Linked DNA regions of Anas platyrhynchos: region 1 is linked to region 2. The links are chromatin contacts, called in public Hi-C maps. All regions are on one chromosome and are shown on one strand. Each heading gives the region's core, a stretch centred on a gene start, on an enhancer-like site or on the middle of the called end of the contact. The rest is flanking DNA. Distances are from core to core; before and after follow the strand shown. Region 1 has its middle 30 kb from the start of MEMO1. Region 2 holds the start of SCCPDH (saccharopine dehydrogenase (putative)).

Region 1 (4,269 bases), core at 470-2,969, 170 kb after region 2:
ATTAAAATATTTGTATGTCATGGATGCTGTTGCCATATGTTTAGTGTGGATTGGGACAGAGGTAACTCAGTAGGTAAAGATCTCAAATGGCATTTTATTCCCTTTTTTTTTTTTTCAATACAGTATTGTAAAAGGACAGCTTGAAGATGAGCTTTTAGATGTAGCCAGAAAGTTTAGGATAAACTAGAAAATGAAACACTGATGTTTTACAAATAATATAGTGCTACTGACTAGCAAGGGCAAAAAGTACTGCAAACTTCTGTCAGGACATACATTGCACATTTCTCCACCAAAAGCCTCTACTCTTCCCCAGACACACGGAAGCCCAGAGAAGCACGACACTGACACCTAGTGTTAACCAGGGCCCCCTCCCCCAAGTAAAATTTAATGTAATTTAATATTCGTTCACTGTCTTCCAAGAAAGGTGCAGGGCACTCAACCTTCCCTTTGTGGTCAGCATCAGTTACATCACTGAAGTGCTCAAGCATAGGCCAAGCGCTATTATATTTTTGCTATTATTTTTTTGAGATTTCTCCCACACTCTTGCATTAAGCAAACAGCAGAAGCAAGGCTGTTATTCTGCTCATCAGAATGGGCTGCTTCCTTCCAGCTGGGTCTCTGTGAGGTGATGGCGGCGCAATTTCTTGCATGCACCTGGAACTGCCAATTCCTATAACGCTGCTCAGAGGCAGAACTGGTGCCATGAGCATTTCCTTACACTGAGCCTCGGGCACAGCCCACCAGGAGGCATGGGGGCAGGCAGCCCACAGGCCAGAGGGGCGGTGGGGGCCGGGAGAGGCCATGGCAGCAGCAACCTCCCATGTTGTGCCCAAGGGCTGTGCTGTGATGGGAGCAGCCCTGGGCCCCGTAGGCCTTTAACAAGACACTGCCTGCAGAACAGGCTTTGGTTAAGACTTGTGCTGAAGGTCACACAGCGAGCAAAGGCAGGATTTTGAAAGCCTTGCTGACACCTTCACTTAGCAGAGAAGGCCTGGGCCTGGCCAGTGGAGCACCCACCCACGCCCCATGCTCCTGGGGCACGGCCTCCCCCCCAGCCTTGTCTAGGCCCTCCTCAGGAGGCGAGCACGGTTGGAGTCATGCCTACCCCCAGCAGAAAACTGCTTATGTGTCTTTTTGGTTTACATGTATACATCCACACATTCTCTAAGTGAACACAAAAATACTCTTTAAGTTTCCATAAAGTACATTTGTGTCTGCTGCAATCCATGTTATCCACTTTACTGGAATAATTTTTCCATACAACCCCAGCGTTTTGGACAGTAGATTGGCTTGGCAATGCATGAGACACACACAGGTGGTGTGTTGTGTTGCTCTGTCCCCGCTGTAACTTTCCTGATGGACAAATGTTAAACACTGCCAGCACTAGGTGCTCATATGCAATAACCAAGGTCATTTATTCCAGAACGGGGTGAAAGCGGTACTGTCAGCTCTCAGCCCCACAAACTGAGAACATTTTTCCCAGTGCAGAAAGCATCATTTCTCCTTGAATGTATCGTGACACCGGCTGGCATTTCCCAGCCATCCATTCCCCAGCCATCCAATCCTTACTGACAGGATTGTCTCCTTCAATTGTGATCATGAAGGAGAAAAAAAAAATAAATGTAGCATTAAAAAAGAAACAGGAACTCAACAGCAATTCACCCCAGCTGAGCTTAGAGGCTCACTGTCCAAACCTTTGTAACAATTTCTGGAGATAAATGGAAAGTAATTGAGTCAGCAGTTGAGCATCAGCCAACACATCCCAGGACCTGCCCCCAGGGATGTGCCCCACAGATCAGCAGGAAAAAAATAATCTGAACTTTTTACCCAAGCAGAGACTTGATGCAAGAGCACTGTTTTGTCGTTGCTTTACAATTTGCCACAGAGAAGATCTGAAAAGTTAAAATAGGAACTCTCCCGCCCTTAATATTAACACTGTTATATTTCTCTTTTCATTTGGGTCTTTGCCATATGCAGAGCAGATACTGTACCAGGGAAATCTGAAGCTGCAATGCTGGCATTGCTGACGGATTTGTGGCCCTGAGTCGTTTTGCAGGGGGACTTAAATACAGAAAGTGAGATTGGGATTTTAATTTGTTTGAAAAGAGTAATTATGCAATTTTGCTTTCACAAGCTTTGGAAAGCACATATGGAACTGTTTGTTGGGAGTACGTATTTACCACCAATGGCAATGGCTGAAATGGTTATTTTCCTCTCAAATCTACCACACACAGCCACCATCAACTTAGAAACGGGTGTTGCAGGGTGATGCCCATCAGTCACCTTTGCACAAAGGCCCAGGCACCTTTACCTACCTGTAATTTGAAGGTATCCATGTAGGATTCTCACCTTCGAGCTTCAATTTGTTGAATCCAATGCTGCCTCTCTTTGAAGCAGCAGTGACAGACTGCCCACCACTGCAGCAGGGGGGGCAATGTTGCAGCATGCCAGCTGCTGCACAGGACAGTGAACCAGCTGACATTAATGACAAGCTGCAACCATTTTCTTCCCACCAAAGCCTGTTCTCCTCATCTTTCTCTGCTCTCCTCAAAAAGATCAAAGTCTCTAAAAAAAGCAAGCAAGCTAGCTGATAATTGCATCTGAATTTAGCAATATCACCACCGTATCATTTTCATTCCTGAGGTAGAACAGGAGAGGGATCTCAAACCTTGCATCAGGGACTGAACAGGCACCCAGAAATGACAGGAAGAAGCAAATACTAAGTTCACAGCTCATACTTGAATAAGATAACCCCAAATGACACCAGGCATCTGGAAGCTGTCTGCAGTATGCACAGACAAATTGTTCCCAGAATTGGATAAAATCAAATAAGGAAAAAAAAAAATAAAAAAGACACCAAAACCCCACAACCTTGAAAGAAAAAAGTTCTGAAGAGTTAGAATAGAGGTAACAGATTTTGCATGACATTTTGCAGTACAAAAAGATTACAGCCAGCTCATCACTGCAGACCAATTCAAAGCCACAAGGTTTTGCAACCATCTATTGACTAGTGCCGGGTCCTGCACCTGGGGTGCAACAACCTCAAGCAGAACTACAGGCTAGGAATGAGTGGTTGGAAAGCTGCCAGGCAGAGAAAGGACCTGGGAGTATTGGTTGAAAGTTGGCTGAATACGAGCCAGCAGTGTGCTCAGGTGGCTAAGAAGGCCAACGGCATCCTGGCTTGTATCAGAAACAGTGTGACCAGCAGGGCTAGGGAGGTGATCGTCCCCCTGTACTCGGCTCTGGTGAGGCCGCACCTCGAGTACTGTGTTCAGTTTTGGGCCCCTCGCTACAAGAAGGACATCGAGGTGCTTGAGCGGGTCCAGAGGAGGGCGATGAAGCTGGTGAGGGGTCAGGAGAACAAGTCCTACGAGGAGCGGCTGAAGGAGCTGGGCTTGTTCAGCCTGGAGAAGAGGAGGCTCAGGGGTGACCTTATTGCTCTAAGTACCTTAAAGGAGGCTGTAGCGAGGTGGGGGTTGGCCTGTTCTCCCCTGTGCCTGGGGACAGGATGAGGGGGAATGGGCTGAAGTTGCACCACAGTAGGTTTAGGTTGGATCTTAGGAAGAACTTCTTTACTGAAAGGGTTGTTAGGCACTGGAACAGGCTGCCCAGGGAAGTGTTGGAGTCACCATCCCTGGAGGTCTTTAAAAGACGTTTAGATGTAGAGCTTAGGGATATGGTTTAGTGGAGGACTGTTAGTGTTAGGTCAGAGGTTGGACTCGATGATCTTGGAGGTCTCTTCCAACCTAGACATGTGACTACCTGGCTGCACTGCACACCCAAACCCAAAAGACCTCTCCTCTTTGAGGTGCACTGAACTGGTCACTGAAATTCAGTGTTTCATCACAAAGGAGATCTTCTCATCAGCTAGATTCAGGTTCAACTTCAAAAAGTTTCTCATAGAGGTAGGAAGGCAAAAGGTCACTAGACAAGCAACTTCAGCTATTTCACCATGAACATATTAGTTTAGGCAATTTTTTGAAAGCAGATCAGATGCTAGGTAGCACACTGACTTCAGCCCAGGCAACTAACACCTGCAAATTATAACAGGATGCCATTTGAAAGCACAGCTTCCTTTCATGCAGGGGAGGATTTTAATTTTTTTCAGGGGGAGGGAACAAATCCATTAAATGAGGGGGGGAGAAACAGGGGAGGACAACCAACCCGGCACCAACTGCATGGTACCAAGCACCATGGGGCTGCATGTGCAAACATCAAATGAATCCCCAATGCCTTTGCTGCACATCGTGCTCAATGCTGAGACTTCCT
Region 2 (4,686 bases), core at 1,512-4,011:
TGGAGGTTCTAGGTGGAAAAAGAGAAGGGACAAGCCCCTTTTTACTTAAAGAATTTGAAAAGATACGGTTTGTGTGCATTGTGCATGTGTGCTTCATGGTCCTAAAAAAAACTGGCAGGGCCCTTTAGCAATCAAAGTTATTTTAGACTGAGGTAGTCTGGTTAAAAAAGGCTTTAAATAAAGTACTGAAATCTTTAAATATCTGTGTACAGACGTCTATCAAAGAGAGAAGCACCTTCAAATCTGAAAACACGAGATTTTAAGAGAAATAGAATCTCTCTTTCGTGAGCTTCTGAAGCTGATCCAGGTGGGAACCTCCCTTGGAGAGCTGCAGCTGGCAGCAGATCTGGCATTTCTTGTCATCTTATTGGACAAGGGAAAACTGTAAATCATCCTACGGCTTTCCCACAGAATAATTTTTGTAGTCCTGCGTTGGCGACACTAACTAGGGAGACAGGTTAACCTTTACCTTTAGTCAAGACTGCTGTAAGCCTTCCATCTAAAATCAGAACCTTGACATTCCTCCCTTGATGTTTGCTGTTTTGAAACCTACCTGTCTACTTTTCGGTTCCAAGGGCAGGATTGTAGACTGGATTAGAGACTTTGGGTATTTTATTTTTTTTACCCATGCGAGCTGGAGCGAAACTGGAGATGACTACAAACAGAGGAATCTTCCACTTGCCAACTGCACATCCATCTCAAGAAAAAATGAGTTTGAGCTGTCATAATGATATTTTGTGTAAGAAAAAAAATAATGCCTTGTGTTTTGTTGTCTCTCTCGTTGTTTTTCAGGTGTCCCTCTACAGCTCTAAAAGTCTGATTTCTTGCTTGTGTAAGCTGCAATTTACATGAATTATTTTGCTCCAGTAGACGTGTTTTAAAGAAATATAGCTGACTTGAAATAAGAGATGAAATCTTGAGGGTTGCAGCTTGCTAAACAAGGTAAGTCTGCCTGATTTGGTGTAAAATTTCAGTCCCTCGGAGGAGAGAGGATTCTCAGCACTGCATACAAGCCTGCGCTTGCCAAGCCATTGCCTAACAATGCAATGCAGGCCTTATCAAATATGTACGGCCTACAAAGCTTGTGCTGTCCTGATCCCTCACAAGTGGTCTGGTCCGAGTAGTAATTTTTAAATTGCTTTGCTTTCTGGAAGTGACAGGGGATGAGATATCAAAAAAGGGATGATGGAGAGGGATGAGGGAGAAAAGGCAAGAGAGCAGTAAAGGCAAGCTTCCAGAGCAGAGGGCTGAAGAAAGCACATGGAAGATCCCAGCCAGCCCTGTAAACTATGTCAGAATCCCTCTGCAGTGTGCACACTCCTTACAGCTCAACAGTATTATGAGCACAGCTGGAAACTATCCCGGTGCGTAGGAAGGATGAGATGGTAGTAAGAGACCAGCTTGCCTAATGAGATGTTCAGTGACCTCAAGCACAAGGAACTGGTTTTGCAGGGTTGCTCTGTAAATCATATCAACAAAATTAAAAAAGAACAAAACCTGTCTTTGTCCTTCCCTCCCCCACTCTTTGTTTTTTGTTACTGAGTTGTTTCACTGACACAGCTGATAGTGTAGGCCTACAAATAATTGCATCAGCACAACTCAAGGAGTTGAGCTAGGAGGTGAGGATCTCACATGGCTCTGGAGATGGCACGTTTAAAATGTGTTCAGGAAGGATATCAATCTTCCCATCCGAGATGGGAGAAGATGGGCTAGGCAGTGGTGATCTGAAAGAGCCTGTGAGGCAGTACAGATCATGAGCTGAATGTGCATCAGCAGTGGGACACTTCCACAAAAAAGACAGATGTTTGGGCATGTAGAGACAGGGATCAATTCTGGCACATCCCATAACCTTTCCAATCGATTTAGCATTGGTAAAGTGAATATGAGACTTAGCAGTGGACCCAAATTTCAAGAAAAATGTAAACCAGCTAGGGGAGATTCAGAAAACTACAGGAAAGATGGATGTGTGAAATGACCTGTGAGGAACGATTAAAAAGAATTGGTGTTCTTTAGTCTTGTGAACGCTGAAGAGATACAAGAAAATTTCCAGCTTTGCGGTGTTGTTGTTGGTGTTTGTTCGTTCGTTTGTTTTCCTATATATTCCTTGGGAACCCAATCTTTCGTCAATGTACTCTAGGAAGAGGAGAAAGAGTACAGAGCTGAACCTGCATCATGTGGCAATCTAGCCTTGAGTCTCCAGCAGTAAGGACGACAGTGCCAGAGGATACTGCCTGAGGAGAGTTGTGAAAGCTGCTGTCACTAGAGGTTTAAAAACAGGCTCGACAGGCATCCATCAGTGGTGGTTCAGGTATGGCAGCCCTGCCTGGGAGCCTCTGGGATGCAGGCAAGCAGCCTGGCCGTGGGAAGCACTGAAAATCTGGCTGTGCTCGCTGTGCTGGGCTGTTGCCAGTGTTGCCTTTCACCACGTTTCTGCAGGGTCACCGCCGCCACAACTGAGCATTTTATTTTACTGGCGGGGATTTAAGGTTTTCTTTTCGATTAGTAGCAGCCCCTAGTCCATCCTCGCGACCTGAACTGACAGATAGTGATCACTCATAGCAGTGCCATGCTGGTAAGGAGAGAGCAGCCTCTCCACAGCCATCTCTGCTTAACCCGCTGGTCCCTAAGCCTCCTCAGCCGCACCCCGCTGCGCTTCCACTCCCCCCACCCCCGAGGGGGCCACCACGGCACCGAACGCCCCTCGCCCCCTCAGCCCGCGCGGGTTGGGTACCGGCCCTAACGGCCGCCCAGCGGGCGGGGCGGGGGCGGCGCCAGGCGGTGCCGGCCGCTGCCAGGCGCGGAGCGGCCCCGCAGAGCGGCGGCTGGGGCTGGGGCTCGGGCGCTGCCCTCGACATGGCGGCGGGCGGCAGCAGCGGCGGGGCGGGGGAGCAGCGTCCGTACGAGCTGGTGGTGTTCGGCGCCAGCGGCTTCACCGGGCAGTTCGTGGTGGAGGAGGTGGCGCGGGCGGCCAGCAGCGGGGAGCTGCGCGGCGCCCTGCGCTGGGCCGTGGCCGGGCGGAGCCGCACCAAGCTGCAGGAGGTGCTGGAGCAGGCGGCCGAGAGGCTGGGTACGCGCCGCGGCTTGGGGCCGGGGGCTGGGGGCGGGCGGCGGCGGCTCCTCCGCTGGGAGCAGCCGAGGGGCTCGGGGGGGGTCCCGGGGCCGCGGTGCCGGCGGTGACGGCCTCTCCGGTGCGCAGGGAAGGCGGCGCTGGGGCCGGAGGTCGGCGTGCTGCTGTGCGATGTGGGCGACCCGGGCTCGCTGGCCGCCATGGCGAGGCAGACGCGGCTGGTGCTCAACTGCGTGGGCCCGGTGAGTGCTCCCCCGCCGCGTCTCCTCGCCCCTTTTTTTAAAAAGGTTTGGAAGAGAAACCCCGCGGAGCTCTGTGCCGAGGCCCTGGCCGACGATGGTTCGGGCTCGTTGAGAGCAGATCAAAGTACGCGAGCTGGAAGTTAGATAATGGCAGGGCCTGCGGAGTTAGTTAAGCAGAGAATATGCAGGTAGTGCAAATGCAAAAAGCATACATTGAGATAAGAAGATATTAAACCAGCTTTGGCGATCTTATCTCTGGAGAGAGGTACGGTGGAGTGGTTTGTGCAGCAATCTCCTTTATCAGTGATGAAGTTTGCTCTGCTGCGCCGGCCCTAACCTCCCCCCAGAAGGCAAGACTATTGCATTTGCCCCACTTCGAAAAATCAATAGCTATTAAGCGCTTCCTTATCTGGTAGATACACAGTAGATGAAGCAGGTTGGGTGAGTTGTGTGGGGGGGTTATTTTGTTACGTGTGCTGTTTGTTTCCTTCTACAGTATAGATTTTTTGGAGAGCCCGTCGTGAAAGCTTGTGTTGAAAACGGTGCGAGCTGCATTGACATCAGTGGAGAGCCCCAGGTACGTGACATCTGAAAAATGCTACCTTACCTTAAGGCTCTCTTAAAGTATTTGGTTAGGAAGTTTTATGTTTCTGCTAGCGTTTTTGAACGTGCAGACAAGTTCTGCCTCCTGATGTGCAGTTTGAAGATGCATTAACTTTAGGATGTGTCAACGTGTAGTATTTGTATAGTTTTCTCACTCTTAGACAAGAGCCCCCCAGGTTCTTTCTGGAAATCCAACATTTTTAAATTCTCTTTATGTCTCAGTTGTGATTCCAGGTAGGAATTTTGGATAGATCACTTTTTCTTTTTTTTTTTTTTTTTTCCCCAACTGCTGTGACATTTTCATACCATAAAAGACAAATGATGCACATCTGTCTTAAAGATGTATATAAATAATTTATATAATAAATATAATGTATATAATGATATAAATATAACTAATTTGAAGTATGTAGGCTGCTGTGATTTGAGAATAAAGCACTGATGGTCAATACTGGATATTGTCAAATATGGTATCTGCCTAAAATATCTGTTCTGATTGTGTTTTAGTTTCTGGAAGGAATGTACCTGAAATACAATGAAAAAGCCGCTGAGAAGGGAGTGTATGTCATTGGAAGCTGTGGCTTTGACTCTATACCAGCTGATATGGGAGTACTGTACACCAGAGACAAGTTGAAAGGTGACTTTCTTAACATGACTTTATGCTGAAAAAGACACACAGATTATGCTTTTCATCTGGTTTCCTAAAACAAATGCTTGTGGCAAGCTTTCTTCAATTTGTCTTTTTGTCTGCCTTTACCAGCTAACTAATTTCAA

Evidence for each region. A called contact is a pair of places that touch in the nucleus more often than the background predicts.
Region 1: a Hi-C map of skeletal muscle shows a contact between it and region 2, with 2.0 times the contacts expected there. The contact joins the enhancer-like site here to the promoter of SCCPDH in region 2. A contact is called at or near these places in 3 of 8 Hi-C or Micro-C datasets (liver, skeletal muscle and subcutaneous adipose tissue).

The regions. Positions count from the first base shown.
Region 1 is chr3:31,859,167-31,863,435 of IASCAAS_PekinDuck_T2T, forward strand. No RefSeq gene overlaps it. Among named protein-coding and RNA genes, the nearest start is that of MEMO1, 30 kb to the right of the region's middle. Within about 2 kb of position 1,720, at least 2 of the 8 cell types and tissues checked have an H3K27ac peak or open chromatin away from gene starts, as enhancers often do. A contact at or near this core is called in subcutaneous adipose tissue, where this site is marked.
Region 2 is chr3:31,689,981-31,694,666 of IASCAAS_PekinDuck_T2T, forward strand. It overlaps SCCPDH (saccharopine dehydrogenase (putative)), which reads left to right and starts at 2,762. Exons shown (of 12, transcript XM_038176765.2): 1 at 2,762-3,067; 2 at 3,197-3,309; 3 at 3,806-3,886; 4 at 4,420-4,549. The coding sequence starts at 2,854. LOC140002127 (a long non-coding RNA gene) reads right to left here and starts at 940. Exons shown (of 3, transcript XR_011808148.1): 1 at 554-940; 2 at 1-8.